Regions from separate parts of the Gossypium hirsutum genome. Here region 2 is linked to region 1. Evidence: chromatin contacts called from public Hi-C data. All regions are on one chromosome and are shown on one strand. The core of a region is the stretch at or near the end of the contact, and the rest is flanking DNA. Distances in the headings are between cores, read along the strand shown. Region 1 holds the start of LOC107914835 (transcriptional corepressor LEUNIG_HOMOLOG). Region 2 holds the start of LOC107915466.

The links. Hi-C and Micro-C count contacts between places; a contact is called where the count stands out from the background.
Region 2: a contact with region 1 is called in a Hi-C map of leaf, with 2.1 times the contacts expected there. The contact joins the promoter of LOC107915466 here to the promoter of LOC107914835 in region 1. A contact is called at or near these places in 3 of 34 Hi-C or Micro-C datasets (hypocotyl and leaf).

Annotation. Positions count from the first base shown.
Region 1 is chrD10:29,592,804-29,597,242 of Gossypium_hirsutum_v2.1, reverse strand. LOC107914835 (transcriptional corepressor LEUNIG_HOMOLOG) reads left to right here and starts at 1,892. Exons shown (of 20, transcript XM_016843880.2): 1 at 1,892-2,052; 2 at 2,153-2,243; 3 at 2,373-2,432; 4 at 2,516-2,613; 5 at 2,976-3,085; 6 at 3,182-3,465; 7 at 3,559-3,613; 8 at 3,740-3,851; 9 at 4,390-4,439. The coding sequence starts at 2,401.
Region 2 is chrD10:30,037,251-30,041,701 of Gossypium_hirsutum_v2.1, reverse strand. It overlaps LOC107915466, which reads right to left and starts at 1,684. Exons shown (of 11, transcript XM_041102320.1): 1 at 1,399-1,684; 2 at 1,189-1,272; 3 at 629-724; 4 at 467-542; 5 at 274-369; 6 at 66-139. The coding sequence starts at 1,452.

The DNA of each region.
Region 1 (4,439 bases), core at 643-3,142:
CTTTTACCATTTTTGCAATTTAGTCCCTTAACCCGAAATTCATCAAATTAACCATTTTTATAAATTAAATATTTTATCCAAATATACTAGGCTCTCAAAAAGCCCCTAATAAATATCAAATTCTCTATTAAACCCTAAAATTTTGACATTTTCATAATTTAATCCTAAAATTAAAATTTAACAAAAATCACTTTACAAAATCATCACACAACACAATAAAAGCTCCAAATACATGATATTCATCAAAAACATCCAATATTCAACAATGGAAACTTCCAAAATTTTTAACAGAATCAAAAACGAAGGTACGGGCTAGCTAGACCTAGTTGCAACGATCTCAAAAACATAAAAATTACAAGAAAACGATTCAATTTCCTTACCATGCAAAGATAAAAGATGGAAAAAAAAAGCTTCCTAGGTCATCAAGAAGAGAAAAATGAGAAAAATAAACCTTTTGTTTCAATTTGTTTCTTTAATTTTGAATAAATTACAAAATTACCATTAAAACCTTTTATTTTATCATTTTCCTTTAATTAGCCGTCCCACTACTTAAATTAAGGCTTAATTATCCCTTAAATTCTTTTACTTAAATTAAGGCTTAATTATCCCTTAAATCCTTTCTCAAATAATAATTAACCATTTAATCACCTAAATGCTAAAATTAACAAGTTTTGCACCTTTTTCAATTTAGTTCTTTTTCTTTAATTAACTATCTAGACGATAATATTTTTAAACCAAATTTTAATATGACTATATTGACTCTATAAATATTTTAAAAATAATATTTACAAGTTGACATGACGGAAATTTGTGGCCCCGAAACCACTGTTCCGTCACCACTAAAAATCGGGCTGTAACAAAATATGAAACTTGCATTTAGATATATTTTGCTAGGGGCTTTAGGGATTTGAGAAAGAAAAAAACAAAATAAAATTTGCAAACAAAATTTTGGATAAAACAACATGAAGTTGTTGATGTGATTGAAAGTATTCATCAAAGGTAAAAACAAATGAGTTTTAGTTTGAAAATTTTAAGATTTTTATAAAATAAAAATTTAGAAGAAATATTAGTTTACCTTTTTTTTAGTTTTAGTTTTAAGAATTTTTTAGATTTATACATATTTAAAAATATTTTTTTTTATTTTTTTAAAATTATGATTTTTAATTTTTTTATAATAATTTTTAGTCTAATATTTTTTTTAAAGAATTTGTTTACAATTATTGTTAAGAAAACTTTAAAAATATTAAAAATATTTTTTAATTATAACTGAGAAACCAAATTAACTGTTAACTTTTTGAATTAATGTACAATATTACTTTTTTTAACGAAAATTAGCAATCGAGTGATAAAAATATAACAAATTGATAACATTAGTAACTATTATGTAGTATTTGAAAGTTGGGTGATCGAAATATAATTTTAAATAAAATTTGAGAATAATTGATGTAATTTACCCTAAAAATATTTATATATATTTATAAATCGAATCAAATTCGTGCATGTTTTATATTGGTTAATTTTTTAAGGTTTATCTTATTTATTTTTTATATCATTAACTTTTTATAATTAGTTTTAATTTATTAAAATTCATTAATCTAATTTTTATTTTAAATTTATTCATTCATAATAATCAGAAATATAAACATTTTAAAAATATTCCAAAATTTAAAATTTTTATCGAAATGCAGTCTAAGAAATTAGGGAAGTGTTGTGAGATTAGGAATTCTTTTTCATATTAAATTACCTATTTATATCAAAAAAAGAAAAAGAAAAGAAAAAACTTAGAAGTATATATAAAAGCATGTGGTGGGTCCTTTTGCTGACGTGGTGTGTGAGAACTGAGAAAGTCCGAACCAACTATTCTGAACTTCAAGGACTCCAAACCTGAGGTTTGTTGAGTCAGATCCCGAGTACCCGAATCTCTGGTTTGGATCTTATTCAAACTCTCCCTTTTGGCCATTTTCACTTATGTTAACTATCATAGATATCAAATCAACTTATTAAAAGGAAAACCCTAATTCCATTTATAGCTTCCTTTTCTGAATTCATAAGGTCTTACCTTTTTCCTTCTTCTTTAATTTAATCTCATCTTTTATTAAGATGCTTTATGGAAATTTATGATTTTTTTTAAATTGTTTCTTATTGAATGCAGAAACCAATATTAGATCGCTTCTTCACTAGGTCAAGAGTGGTAATGCAGGCTTTGATCTATTGACTTGATCCGTTGAATTGCTCCCTTTAAGGTTAGTTTTGATCAACGTAGTTTCATGTTTTACAATTATAATATCTTGTACTAAATTTGTAAACTTTTTTGGTAAATCGAATTTTTAATTTAACCCTACATCAATTTTGCTTTGCTTTGTTTTGAACAGTTAATTAATTTGTTTTTGAGCTGAAACGATGGCGCAGAGTAATTGGGAAGCAGATAAGATGTATCTATATGATATTTCAGAAAATGAATATTATTTTTAGTTTAATTTGATTCCTTTACTTCTATTTAAATTTTGGTTGGCAGGCTTGATGTTTATATATATGATTATTTGGTAAAGAAAAAACTGCATGTCACTGCAAAGTCCTTCATGACAGAAGGGAAAGTCGCCCCGGATCCAGTAGGTAAGAATTGGTTTTGACTATGTACAATTTCTGTTAGTTAATTCATGACATTGTGTGACTGAAGATTTTATGCAGAAATGGAGTTCTTATATGAATCTGTTTTTACCTAAGTTACATTGACTTTTGACTTTACCTAAAAGTACCTTGTCGTACTTTTCTTGGGCATTTTAAATGGGTATGCCATTTAGATTCTTAACATTAATGTAAGAAATGCCAAATTAATGGTCGTAATGGAGGGGGTAATTTTTCTTTGGAATTAAAGGTTATACTTTGCTTGGTTATGTTGTAATTGTGTAGCATATTGTTGGTTGAGGGAATCTGGTTTTACAAGTGATTTATTGAGGACTTGCTTGTTTACCCAGCGATTGATGCTCCCGGTGGGTTTCTTTTTGAGTGGTGGTCTGTCTTTTGGGACATATTTATATCGAGAACAAATGACAAGCATTCAGAGGCTGCTGCAGCATACATAGAGGTGACTTCTTACAACTTTAGCAAGTATTATTGTAAGTACCTTGTCATTTCTTCAATTTATACCAAATGATTTGAACCATTATGGATTTACTTACAGGCACAACAAATCAAGGCAAAGGAGCAACAGCAGTTGCAGATGCAGCAGTTGCAACTGATGCGTCAAGCTCAGATGCAACGCAGGGATCCTAATCATCCTTCTTTAGGTGGTCCTGTAAATGCAACTGGCTCTGAAGGAATGCTAGGGCAGTCAAATGCAAGTGCATTGGCAGCAAAAATGTATGAAGAGCGCATGAAACACCCAAATGCAATAAATTCAGAGACATCCCAGCCACTTCTTGATGCTAGGATGGCCCTCTTAAAATCAGCTACAAATCATCCTGGGTAAATATACTTGTACATTTTAGGTAAGGTATTTTGTCTATTGCGATTAACATTTTTCTGGTTAATGACAAATCAAAATTGTCTCTGATGCAGTCAGTTGGTTCAAGGAAATCAAGGAAGTGTAACTGCAGCATTGCAACAAATTCAGGCATTGATTCTACTAACTTTTTTTTGCTACTTGGAAAAAGTTCTTTCTGTATTTGCTGCAACATTTTGCAATCAATCTCTTTCTGTTTTCTTGAACTAATATATATATATATATATATCCTTGCAGGACATTAAGGGTGATGTGAATTTGGGCGGTCCACAGAGAGCCATGCCCATGGATCCCTCCTCAATTTATGGACAGGGAATCATGCAGTCAAAACCTGGAATAGGAAATACAGGTACTCTTTGTAACTACTGGTGTTATATTCACTTTGCACCATTCACCTTGCTGCATACTAATGAGTTTCATTTCCATAACCTAACTTCTAATTACCTTGTCATGGATTTATTGATTTACTATAACATTATGTCATTTCCATTCAGCCTCTACAAAAATTTTTATATTTGGTTTCATCACAGTCCATCTTATCTTTCCTACCTTATTCAACTCACGTGCTTCTAAATTTGGCCAATATGATCCCAAAAGTTTCAAAAGGAAAGCTAGTAGGTTAGGTGTTTGCTTGTGGGCTACTGCAAGATATGCTTAGTGCGCTGTAACTTAAGATAATTGGGTGATTCTCTAGTTTGGCACTGTCGTTTGCTAAATCTAGCTACTCTAAAAAAATACTGCATGAAGTTGCTGTTTCTATTTTGTCTGGTTTATTTCTCTTTTGAAATGAAGGCACCATATATAATAACTTTTGGTTCTGTAGTTTATTAAATCGAGGCATTCTTGTATATATTCTTATATTTCCATGCTTACTTTTCTTCTTTAAGGTTTGAACCCTGGAGTTGGTAGCCTTCCGTTGAAGGGTTGGCGATTAACC
Region 2 (4,451 bases), core at 435-2,934, 440 kb before region 1:
GACATGTGTGACCAAAATAAAAACCCGAGAAGAGAAACAAATAGGGTATCAAATAGTAAACTAACAAAGTCAATAATATCTTCTTCAGTGTAATCTCCAAGAGGCTCATCCAAAGAAACCACAGACACTTCCTCTTCATCTGCAAGAAAATTAATATAATGAACAGATCCCAATGAATTAATGAATCAAAGCATTTAGGAAATATATTCAAAAAAACATGAAAAGTTATGACTAAAGTGTGCTAGTTTTACATTGTGACAAATGATCAGATACCTGGAAGCTGAATGTCTGCTTTACTTGAGCCAAGATCTACGTTACTCTTCAAGGCTCTTCCGAAGATAGCATTCTTGGGGTCAACAACAAGAGGATCTGAAGACAGAAGAACATTTATTTAAATAAAATGCAGAGGAGAGAGTAGGAGAAAAAGAAAACACAGAAAATGCACTTCAACTTAAAGTGAAGATACCATCGATTCCACTGACTTCAAGCATAAAAACAGCACGAGGTCTATTAAATGGATCAGGAATGAGAACCTCATTTAGCTGCAAAAAAAGTATGTCTTTCAAGCTTTTGAAAAAACAAAGAATTAAAAAAGCTAATTACTCAGGATTAATAACTAAAGAACGACCTTAGATGAACCAGCAGCTGAAAGGGTAGTGGGTGGTGCAAAACCAAGCAAGACTGATACAGTAGCACCAACTTCAGCTAACAGCATCGACTCTGACTATTTAAGTGGAAAAAGAATCGAAGTGAGAAGCAAGATCAGAATTAGGTTAAAAATTAGAGACATGAGGAACAAAGGATAATCCAATACGCGTGACAAAAAGAAAAATAAAATGGTTTTGAAGAAAATACTTCCCCCACTATTTCCAAGATCCATCTAAGAAGACAATATATACACTTTTTATCATATATAACTTACAGTAAAAAGATAGTAACAAGAAGTTATCAGTACAATCTTCAAAATTAATATGAGGAAGAAAAATAAAAAGGGTGATATACAAAGTAAAACATATGCATAAGCTAAATTACTGAATTTAAATCCTAATAAGATTCAAGATATTAGTTTCCAAATTTACATATTCTGGCCAAATAGAAAACCATCCACAATCTCTTGATGCTTAAAATCCATCATAAACTATAAATTAAAGGAAATTGATTTCAAATTAAGGAAATGAATAGTTAAACCTGAGCAACATCGTTGGAGGACTGAGAGCGAATAAATTGATGATTTGTACTATCAATGAAGAAAACGGATCCAGTAGATTCAGCCTAAGGTGATGAAATCAGAAAAATAAAAAAAGAAGATCGAATCAATTAAATTAAATTAAATTAATTACAAACAGATCCAATTATATTAAAACAGATTGAAAGAGGAGAAGAAGAAAGAGAGCAAACCCTAGGAAATGCGAAGAAGAGAAAGGAAATTAAGAAAACGGAGAAAATCTTCATTGCAAGAGAAGGGATAATTGTGAGAAAAGAAAAGAGTACGATGTGTGCGGTGGTTTCGCGATCACGGGACTGGATGGAGTAACGAAAGAACCAAGGAAGAGGACGAGCTTTAGTTTTTATGTACAAAACCGACGTCGTGGTGCTTCATATTCACACCGGCGTCGTTTGGTTAAGGTACTGATTGGGTTGGGTTCTTGGGCCAGTATTGGAAAATAAACTTTGTGATGATATTAAAAGTCCAAAAACATGTTACATGCTTCATTTATAATAAATCAATAATATATAATACGAAGGGATTATACTGTTGCTTATATTTTTATACAATTAATATTTTAATAATCTAAAATTTTAAATTTATCGATATAATTATATGAGTGAGTATTTGGTACACTGGCAGTGTACTTTTTTATTTCATAAGTAGCCTTAAAAAATTAGAATATCTTTTTTTTCTAAATATTTTTTTAATTAATTTACTATACTCTTATATGACACTTGTCAATTCCCTAACGCTACTTGTGGATTCTAAAACCCCCACTAACAGTACACCAGATAATTTCCCTAATTATATTTGCCATGCAAGTAAATTTTCAAATCAATCTGATATCTTCTATCATATAAGTATAAAATGTTATATATATACATATATATATTAATATTCATATTTATTGAATTATTAAAATTTATTTACATAAAAATAGTTAGAAATTTTTAATTTACATCAAATTTGGCATGAATTATTTATATGAATGAAATATAAAATATGATGGTTTGATTGTTAAAATTTAATAGTACAAAGACATACGAAAGTGTAATTTTATACCAGTGTAAATGAATTCCCCCATATATAATATATTAAAGCACGAGTTTAGAGAAACATATTTCCAATATAGTCTTCGCTTTTGGTGGTTCATTATATTCTTGAATTTATCATTTTAATTTTTTATTATTATTTATAACATTTATATATGATAATTTTAATGTTAGTAAAATATTTGTATAAATAAATTTACTTAATAAGAAAATTTATTATACTTATAAATAAGAAATTTAATTTTACCAAAATATTTGGTTAAATAAATTTATTTGATAAAAATTTTTATCATACTTATAGATAAAAATATTGATTTCATGAAAAGACTTTTATTAAATGAATATAGATTATAAAAAATAAAAAATTTAAATTTTATACTGAATTAATTTATATTTAAACTTTTATGTTTCTGTTACCCAAAAAAATTAAAAAATATTACTTTAATTTTAAATAGAAGATTTTAATTATTTATATAATAAGTAACTGAATATTGTATATTTAAAATTTTAAAATAATAAAATTATATAAATGTAATATAACATGTTATAATTAAATTAATTATATATTACTGACAAATTATTATGATGAATTTATTGACTATTAAAAAAGTAAAAAAACTGAATGATGTAGAGTTTAATTTACAAATATATCAACTTTTTTTGTAGTTATTAAAATGATTTAATAATGATTAGAAATTTTATTATTAACACTGTATTTAAATGATCAAATTATTTGATATAGATTAATTATGTTTATTAGTTATTATTTTGTATGAAGCAAGTTTATTTGAGAGTTGAATGATTTTTTGTAGCACCCCGGAATTTTGGGTTAAAAGTTTTGAGGTTTGTGGTTAGGGTCAGTGAGCAGGTCGAGCAATTGAATTTGTTGTTGCGTTTTAATATTGGAATGAATCTACTAGTTGGGTGGTTGGATGTGTGTTAGTTTATCTCTGGGTTCTAAGTTTGAATCCTCATGTGTGTGTTTTAAGGAATTGTTCTTTTTTTTTACTTAAATTTGTTTTAAGTTTTAAAATATTTATTTATTTTAAATTTTATTTTTATCTCAAAACCCAACCATTCCACATTCTTTTTCCGGCTTTAGTTCTCTCTGACTTTTCTGTAGTTCCTTCTTTCTTCTCTCTTCTCCAAAATTTAGTTTTCTTGTAATTTCTTTGTAATATCCTGAAAATTATTACAGTAAGAAAGTAGGCATATTTGATATAGTAAAATAAGGAAATAAAGTGACAAAAAGTAAAATTTTGATTTATGACAACATTGGGAAGTATATTATGACATATTAATGCAAAAAAAGAACTAATTCGCAAAAGTGAGAAAAGTTTTATTATCCAGGAGTAAATATTTAAAATTTGAGGGGTTAAAGTGTAAATATGAAAAAGTTTAAGGATTAATTGTGAAAATATTTTAAGGGTGGAATGATCTAGAAACTAAGGAAAATGGATGAATTAGGACCAAATTGAATAAGTGAAGAATTATGAGGGACTAAATCGTAATTTTATCAAATTGAGTGATGACTCAAGGATGGAATTTTAAAAGATCATGAAGGGCAAAATGGTCAATTAGAAGGAGAGAGAAATCTAGAAGGCAATGATGATGTTGGATATATTTTAGATAAATAAATAAATATTAGTTTATAATATTTTATTTGATTTTTTAATGATATTTTATTATTTTATTTAGTATATAAATGTGGAAAGAAAGAAAAAAAAAAGCCACCATCCCAACATTTTTCCCATGCACCAACGTGAGAAGAAGAGAGAAAGAAAGAAAGTTTTGCTTTCTTTACAATTTGGTCCTTTCACCAAATACTCACCATTTTCACTTAGAAATCAAAAGAATTTTCATATAAATCAAGAGAGAAAGATAACAAGGAGACTATGGGGAGCTAAATTATCAAGTTAGATTCAAGAAATAGAAGCTGGAGGAGAGAGAAAATCAAGTTAAAGTTTGAAACTAATAGAACAAGGTAAGAACATCAAGATTTCAATACATTTTTAAGTTTGATATTATTGAAAAAGCATGGAAATGATGTTATAGTAGAGTTTTCTTATATAAGGTCTTATGTTCTTGATATATTAGTGAAGGAAAATAAGTGAAAGTGATGGGAAATATTATAGAGAAAGGGAATAAGGGAGTTATAAACTTAGTAATCAACATCTTGCACTAAAACA